Regions from separate parts of the Mus musculus genome. Here region 2 is linked to region 1. Evidence: chromatin contacts called from public Hi-C data. All regions are on one chromosome and are shown on one strand. Each heading gives the region's core, a stretch centred on a gene start, on an enhancer-like site or on the middle of the called end of the contact. The rest is flanking DNA. Distances are from core to core; before and after follow the strand shown.

Region 1 (2,725 bases), core at 142-2,641:
TTTTCTCTTTACTCTAATTGACACTATTTCCATTCTTATCTCTTACTGTAGATATAGGTTGCCTGTAATTTCTTCTCCCTAAGCACTTATACTGTGTCTTTAGTGTGAAATGTATGGGTAATAAGTTTTCTGAATAGAAACATCATTAGGTCTCCTGAATGTTTGGATGATATTCTCACTAGGTAGATCACTCTGAGTTGACAGGTATTCCCCCTAATACCCCCTAATACTTTGAAAGAGATGACACTCGGGGCTCTGTCTTGTGTCATTTCTGCTGAGAAGTCTGTGGTCCTCATCTTTGTACCTCTATGTGTAAAATGGCTTTTATCTCTGGTTGCCTCTATGATTCAAGGTTTTCTTTTCATCTTTAATTGTGAGCAGTTTGAATATGACAGTTTTTGTGTGTTTTTATTTTTTGTGTGTACATGTGTGCTATTACACACCCAAGGAGAGTGCTGGGTGTCCTGCTTTATCCTGTCCACCTGACTCCCTTCAGACGGGGCCTTTCACTGAAACTAGAGCTAGACCAGCAGCCGGAAAGGCCCACTGACCCTCCTGTCACAGCCCACCCACACACAATACTAGCTTTACACTAATATCCAAGGTTGTCCCTTACATGTAGCATAAATGTGTATCCACATCCCAACATACAGAAGCATACATACACACATCCAGAGAATTTAAAAACTATGTTAGTTCAGACACAGTCAGAAGCAGGGGGGGTCTCTATGACTTTGAGGCCAGCTTGGTCTACAAAGTGAGTTCTAGGCTAGCCAGGGCTACACATTAAGTCTATCTTGAAAATAAGTTTGTGAGGGCCAGTGAGATGATCCAGTGTGTAAAGCCACTGCTGCCAAGCCTGAAGACCCTCAGGACAGAAGGAGAGAACACGCTTCTTAATGTGGGGGCTGGAGATTAAAACTCAGATTCTTACATCCAGACTGCAAGCACTCAGTGACCATTTCCCCAACCCTACTCTCTCTCCTCTCTCCTTCCCTCTCTCCCTACCCCTTCCCCTCCCCTTCTCCCCTCCTCTCTTCTCCTCTCCTCTCTCCTACTCTTTTTCTCTCTAGCCTTCTCTCTCTCTCTCTCTCTCTCTCTCTCTCTCTCTCTCACTCTTCCCCCCTTCTCCTCTCCCCTTCCCTTCCTTCCTTTCAGTATTTTTCTTTGCTGTCATCTGAGCTCCTTGGATCGATGATTTCTTCTTTCTTGTCTTTTATTCATTTGGAGGCAATTCCCAGCCATTATCTCTTCAAGTGCTTCTTGCAGCTCTTTTCTTCTTTCTCTTATATTTCTGGGAATCTGACTCATGACTGTTAGGCCATGTGATACTGTCCCACAGCTGCGGGTCTCAGTCCTTTTAGCCTCTCCCTGGAACATTCAGTGAGCTTACAAGGCTTTAACTCCACTTCCACATCTGAACTTTGTGGTGGCATGGCCATATATTTTCCTTTTACAGATGTTCCAACCCCCACACTACATGTATAATGTTGTTGTTCCAGACAAATTAAACATACTGTCCAGTTTCCTGCATTCTACTGCATAGTCCCAAGCACCCAGCTAGGACCATTTTCCAGATTGAGGGACTGTTGTGTTGTTTCAGACAGGGTCTCTGCAGCTCTGGCTGTCCTGGAACTCACTACACAAACCAAGCTGGCCTTGAACTCACAGAGATCACAGATCTGCTTCCCTTCCAAGTGCTGAGATTAAAGGTGTGCCTTCACTACCATGCCTGGCAAGGAAGTATAGCTGAAAGACTGCTGACAATGAAACTTTTCAACTTGTATCTATTTCCTGTTTTGTTGTTTGTTTTGAGAAACGATTTCTCTGTGTAGCCCCAGCTGTCTTAGAACTTGCTCTGTAGACTAGGTTGGCCTCAAACTCACAGAGCTCCTCCCACGTCTGCCTCCTGAGTGCTGGGATTAAAAGTGTGTGTCACCCCAGCTTGCCCCTGAAATGCTGTCACTTTGATTTAAGTTTTGAAGGGTATTTTTGCCTTGTGTGGCACTCTAGCTCGTCAGGCTGGTTTAGAATTCTCATTGCTCTATCTTCTGGTTTTGGAGGTTTCCACTAAAAAGTCCTCTAACTGCCGTTCTGAGCAAGTGCTCCACCCTGAAGTTTAATGAAGCTCCTGTCTTGAGGTACTCTCTTCAACAGTTTTGAAAAAAAAAAAAAGAAAAAACAACCCAAAAGCAATAACAACAACAAAAACCCTCAGCCCTTGTCTTTGGATGCTAGTGTGTGTGTGTATATATGTGTGTGTGTGTGTATGTGTGTGTGTGTGTGTGTGTGTGTGTGTGTGTGTATGTGTGTGTGTATGTGTGTGTGTGTGTGTGTGTGTGTGTGTGTGTGTGTGTGTAGGCCAGAAAGCACTATCACGTGCCTCTTGACACCCCCACCTTATTTTTTGAGAGAAGGTCTCAAGGCATCCCATAGCTCATAATTTCCGGTTCACTCTCATACCTGGCTCTTTGCATGGTGTTGTGAATCCAAGCTCCTGCCAGGCACTTTACTGATGAAACTGTAAGACCCCCCCCCCCCATGCTGGGCTTCCGCTCAAGTCCCAGGATGAGCTGGCCAACACCCCAACATCTTGAGAGAAAACCACACCTGATGCAAGCTGTAAGAGGTTTTATTATCAGCTAGCTGAGGAGGAACCCCTCGCGCCTTGCAGAGCAAGGGAGTTCGACCCCCGAGCGGTGACAGTAGGGGGCTTTTAACAGCT
Region 2 (2,725 bases), core at 169-2,668, 100 kb after region 1:
GCATATTCATAGGCTCCAGGCCTGAGGGAGGGTAAAATGGGGGTGGGGGTGGGAAGCGGTGTACACCCGGAAGCGGCAACTGTAGGAGATGGAGGTGAGGAAGACCCTCCAGTCTTCTCCTTCCAGCCTTTGCCTGGCCTTGCTCTCAGCTGCAGCTCTCGCCTAGCTAGGGTACCGGGACCATCCCGTGGGGGGAGGGGGGGAGGGTACCGCAATTTGGATGTTTAATGCCAATCATGATGTCTCTGCGCTACAAGCAATTCCTGAGTGTGCCTGTGAGCTGATGGTCCATGAAGCCTATAGTAGGCGCCTCAGCTGGGATGATGGCAATCGGGCTGACAGTGCGGTCTCAGAGAAGGAGGAGCAGCCAGTGCTCCACTTCACAGGGAGGTGAAGTGCTGTCTTGCTCTTGAGGGCAGTAAGAAAGAAGGTCGGCTGTGGGTTTGAAATTGGCCACTCTGCCGAGCGGGGTTGGCCTTGCAAGGTGTCTGACAATGTGGACTCTTTGTAAATTGAGCCCTTTTGTGCAATGCATATTTAAAGCATTTCGCTTCGTAGAAACCCAGTCTCCTGTAAGTCCCCCATACACACGATGTCAGATGTCTTTAAAGGTGAAATTCGTTTACAGGAAATGTCATGCTGATGAAGTGTGCTTTTTAAAATCATAGAAACAGTTGCCTTAAAATTAATGATGCGTCACCAGTGTGAGGGAGACGAGGCCCATCCAGTGTAAAGATGATTAAAATTCAGGTCAGAAGTCTGACTTAGTCAGGCTAAATTTTTTAATGAGATTTCAGAAAATTAATTGGGCGAATGCATTTTTATCCTTCTAACGTGTAATTTTATGTTCCTGTTTAGGGAGTGAGCATAGGGGAGAAAAGGGTTTGTCGATGGCGAGGCATAGTGTGGTTCAAACATTTTAAACTCAAATTAGTGAGGGGGTACTGGGGGGGGCGGGTATTTCTGGCCTAATTTGATCTGACTTGGAAAAGAAAGCCTGGGTTTCTCAGGGTTTTCTGGGGTAGGATAAGTGTCCCAAGGGAGTCATCTCCCATTATCCCTTATATGTCCTGCTTGGGCCTCAGAAAACTAGTGACATTTCTAGGAAGGATGCATTTGGAGACAGTGAACATGGACTTCAGCTGTCTCTTTGACTCCTGCCCACCAGGCTGCTTCTGCTGTCTGTGGTCATGCTTATAGAGACTGCTCCCTCCTCCTCCCTCCCCTCTTCCCTCCTCCTCTTCCTCCTCCCCTCCTTCCTCTTCCTCTTCTTCCTCCTCCCCTCACCCCTCCTCTTCTTCCTTCTCCCCTCCTCCCTCTTCCTCTTCTTCGTCTTCCTCCTCCTCCTCCTCCTCCTCCTCTTCCTAGTCCACACCATCCTCCCTCTGCAGCACAGGCCTTCTCCTTGGGGCCACTGTGCTAGGAAGCAGTGGGTGTGGAATTGTTGCAGGGTCAGCAGCCTGCCTCTTCATAGCCCAGGTCAACACGCTGCCTCCTCTGCCTTTGAGGGACAGCTAAGGGCCTTCCCAAAGGAGCCAGGAATGACTTCCCATTGAGGCATCCATCCCTGCCCTCAATACAGCCCTAATGAACAGATGACAGGCTCAGGGTCACTTGGATGCGTGGCAAACTGGATCATGCCGAGGGTAACCTGGGTTGGGAAACAGGCCTGATGAGGCGCAACATACAGACCTAGTGTGGCGGGTAAGAAGACTCTACACCCTCCCTCTCTCCATGAGTTAAATCAGGGTCAGGACTCTGATGCTGAAGGGCCCTTGTGCGATGAGATGCCCAACACTTGAGCAGTGGCAGCCACAGGAGCACCCTGCCTAGCAGTTTTCTGGCACTCTCCCACCCCAGTGACCTGGACATGCCCCCAGTGCATAGCTTCACTACAGGAAACCTTTTCTCTAGTTGGGATGACTGGAGTGTGACAGGAAATGCAAATCTGGGTCATCCATATGCAGATGTGAGCTAGAACCTCTGCCTCAGTCACCCCACAACTACACCTCACATCCATTAGACTTTGGAGCCACTGGTGAACTGGGCAGTGTCGCCTCCTGGTTGGGCAGACTGTCAAGGGGTCTTCAGCCCACAGCTCATCCACCCATCCTAATGAGAAGAAGGCCTGTCTGTGTTCACAGTACAAGTAGCCTTAGTGATCACCCGACTCCATCCTTCACTGTACCAGGGGGATGCAAGAGAGGGGGCCTCACCCAGGACCACCATCAGCACAGCTCAGGGTCAGACAAAGAACTCAAGTCCCTGCTGTACTGGCCTAGACCCTCAGGAAGAGGCCTGCATAGGCTGTCAGGAGGCTTTCATAGCACCTCTCAAGTACCACACAATAGGTACTTACTGCACAACAGCACATTGTCACCTCCGAAGGTCTACTTCCATCCAAGGTCCCAGGAGCCACCTTGGTTCTTTGCAAGCATGACTTCAGCTGTGCTCCTGCAGTTGGCAATGCTTTGCTCCTACTGGAGCCTTGGAGGAGAAGCAGAGAGTGGGGGCTGGCTCTGCTGCACCCCACCAGCCCTCACTTTCCAGCATTGGGTCCCCACTTTGGTCTCTCTGAGGTGGCACCTATACCAACATGTCGGGTATGAATAGTGTTTGGGGAAGCTTGGCCTCTGAACCGCTTACTTGGTGGGTAGGTAGCATACTAGCCACTCCTTAAAAGTTTGCCTGGCAGACATCATCTTCCTCTGGTTTGAGTCTGCAG

Evidence for each region. Hi-C and Micro-C count contacts between places; a contact is called where the count stands out from the background.
Region 2: a contact with region 1 is called in a Hi-C map of bone marrow-derived macrophages, with 35 read pairs. The contact joins two enhancer-like sites. A contact is called at or near these places in 5 of 484 Hi-C or Micro-C datasets (bone marrow-derived macrophages, differentiating spermatogonia, neutrophils and 2 more), 2 of 115 datasets of contacts at active chromatin or transcription factors (the HPC-7 cell line and large pre-B cells) and 1 of 9 other capture datasets (adipose tissue).

Annotation. Positions count from the first base shown.
Region 1 is chr2:38,449,415-38,452,139 of GRCm38.p6, forward strand. No RefSeq gene overlaps it. Among named protein-coding and RNA genes, the nearest start is that of Gm25081, 30 kb to the right of the region's middle. Within about 2 kb of position 1,392, at least 16 of the 459 cell types and tissues checked have an H3K27ac peak or open chromatin away from gene starts, as enhancers often do. A contact at or near this core is called in bone marrow-derived macrophages, where this site is marked.
Region 2 is chr2:38,554,028-38,556,752 of GRCm38.p6, forward strand. All of the region lies in intron 2 of Nek6 (NIMA (never in mitosis gene a)-related expressed kinase 6), which reads left to right. Among named protein-coding and RNA genes, the nearest start is that of Gm35808, 22 kb to the left of the region's middle. Within about 2 kb of position 1,419, at least 8 of the 459 cell types and tissues checked have an H3K27ac peak or open chromatin away from gene starts, as enhancers often do. A contact at or near this core is called in bone marrow-derived macrophages, where this site is marked.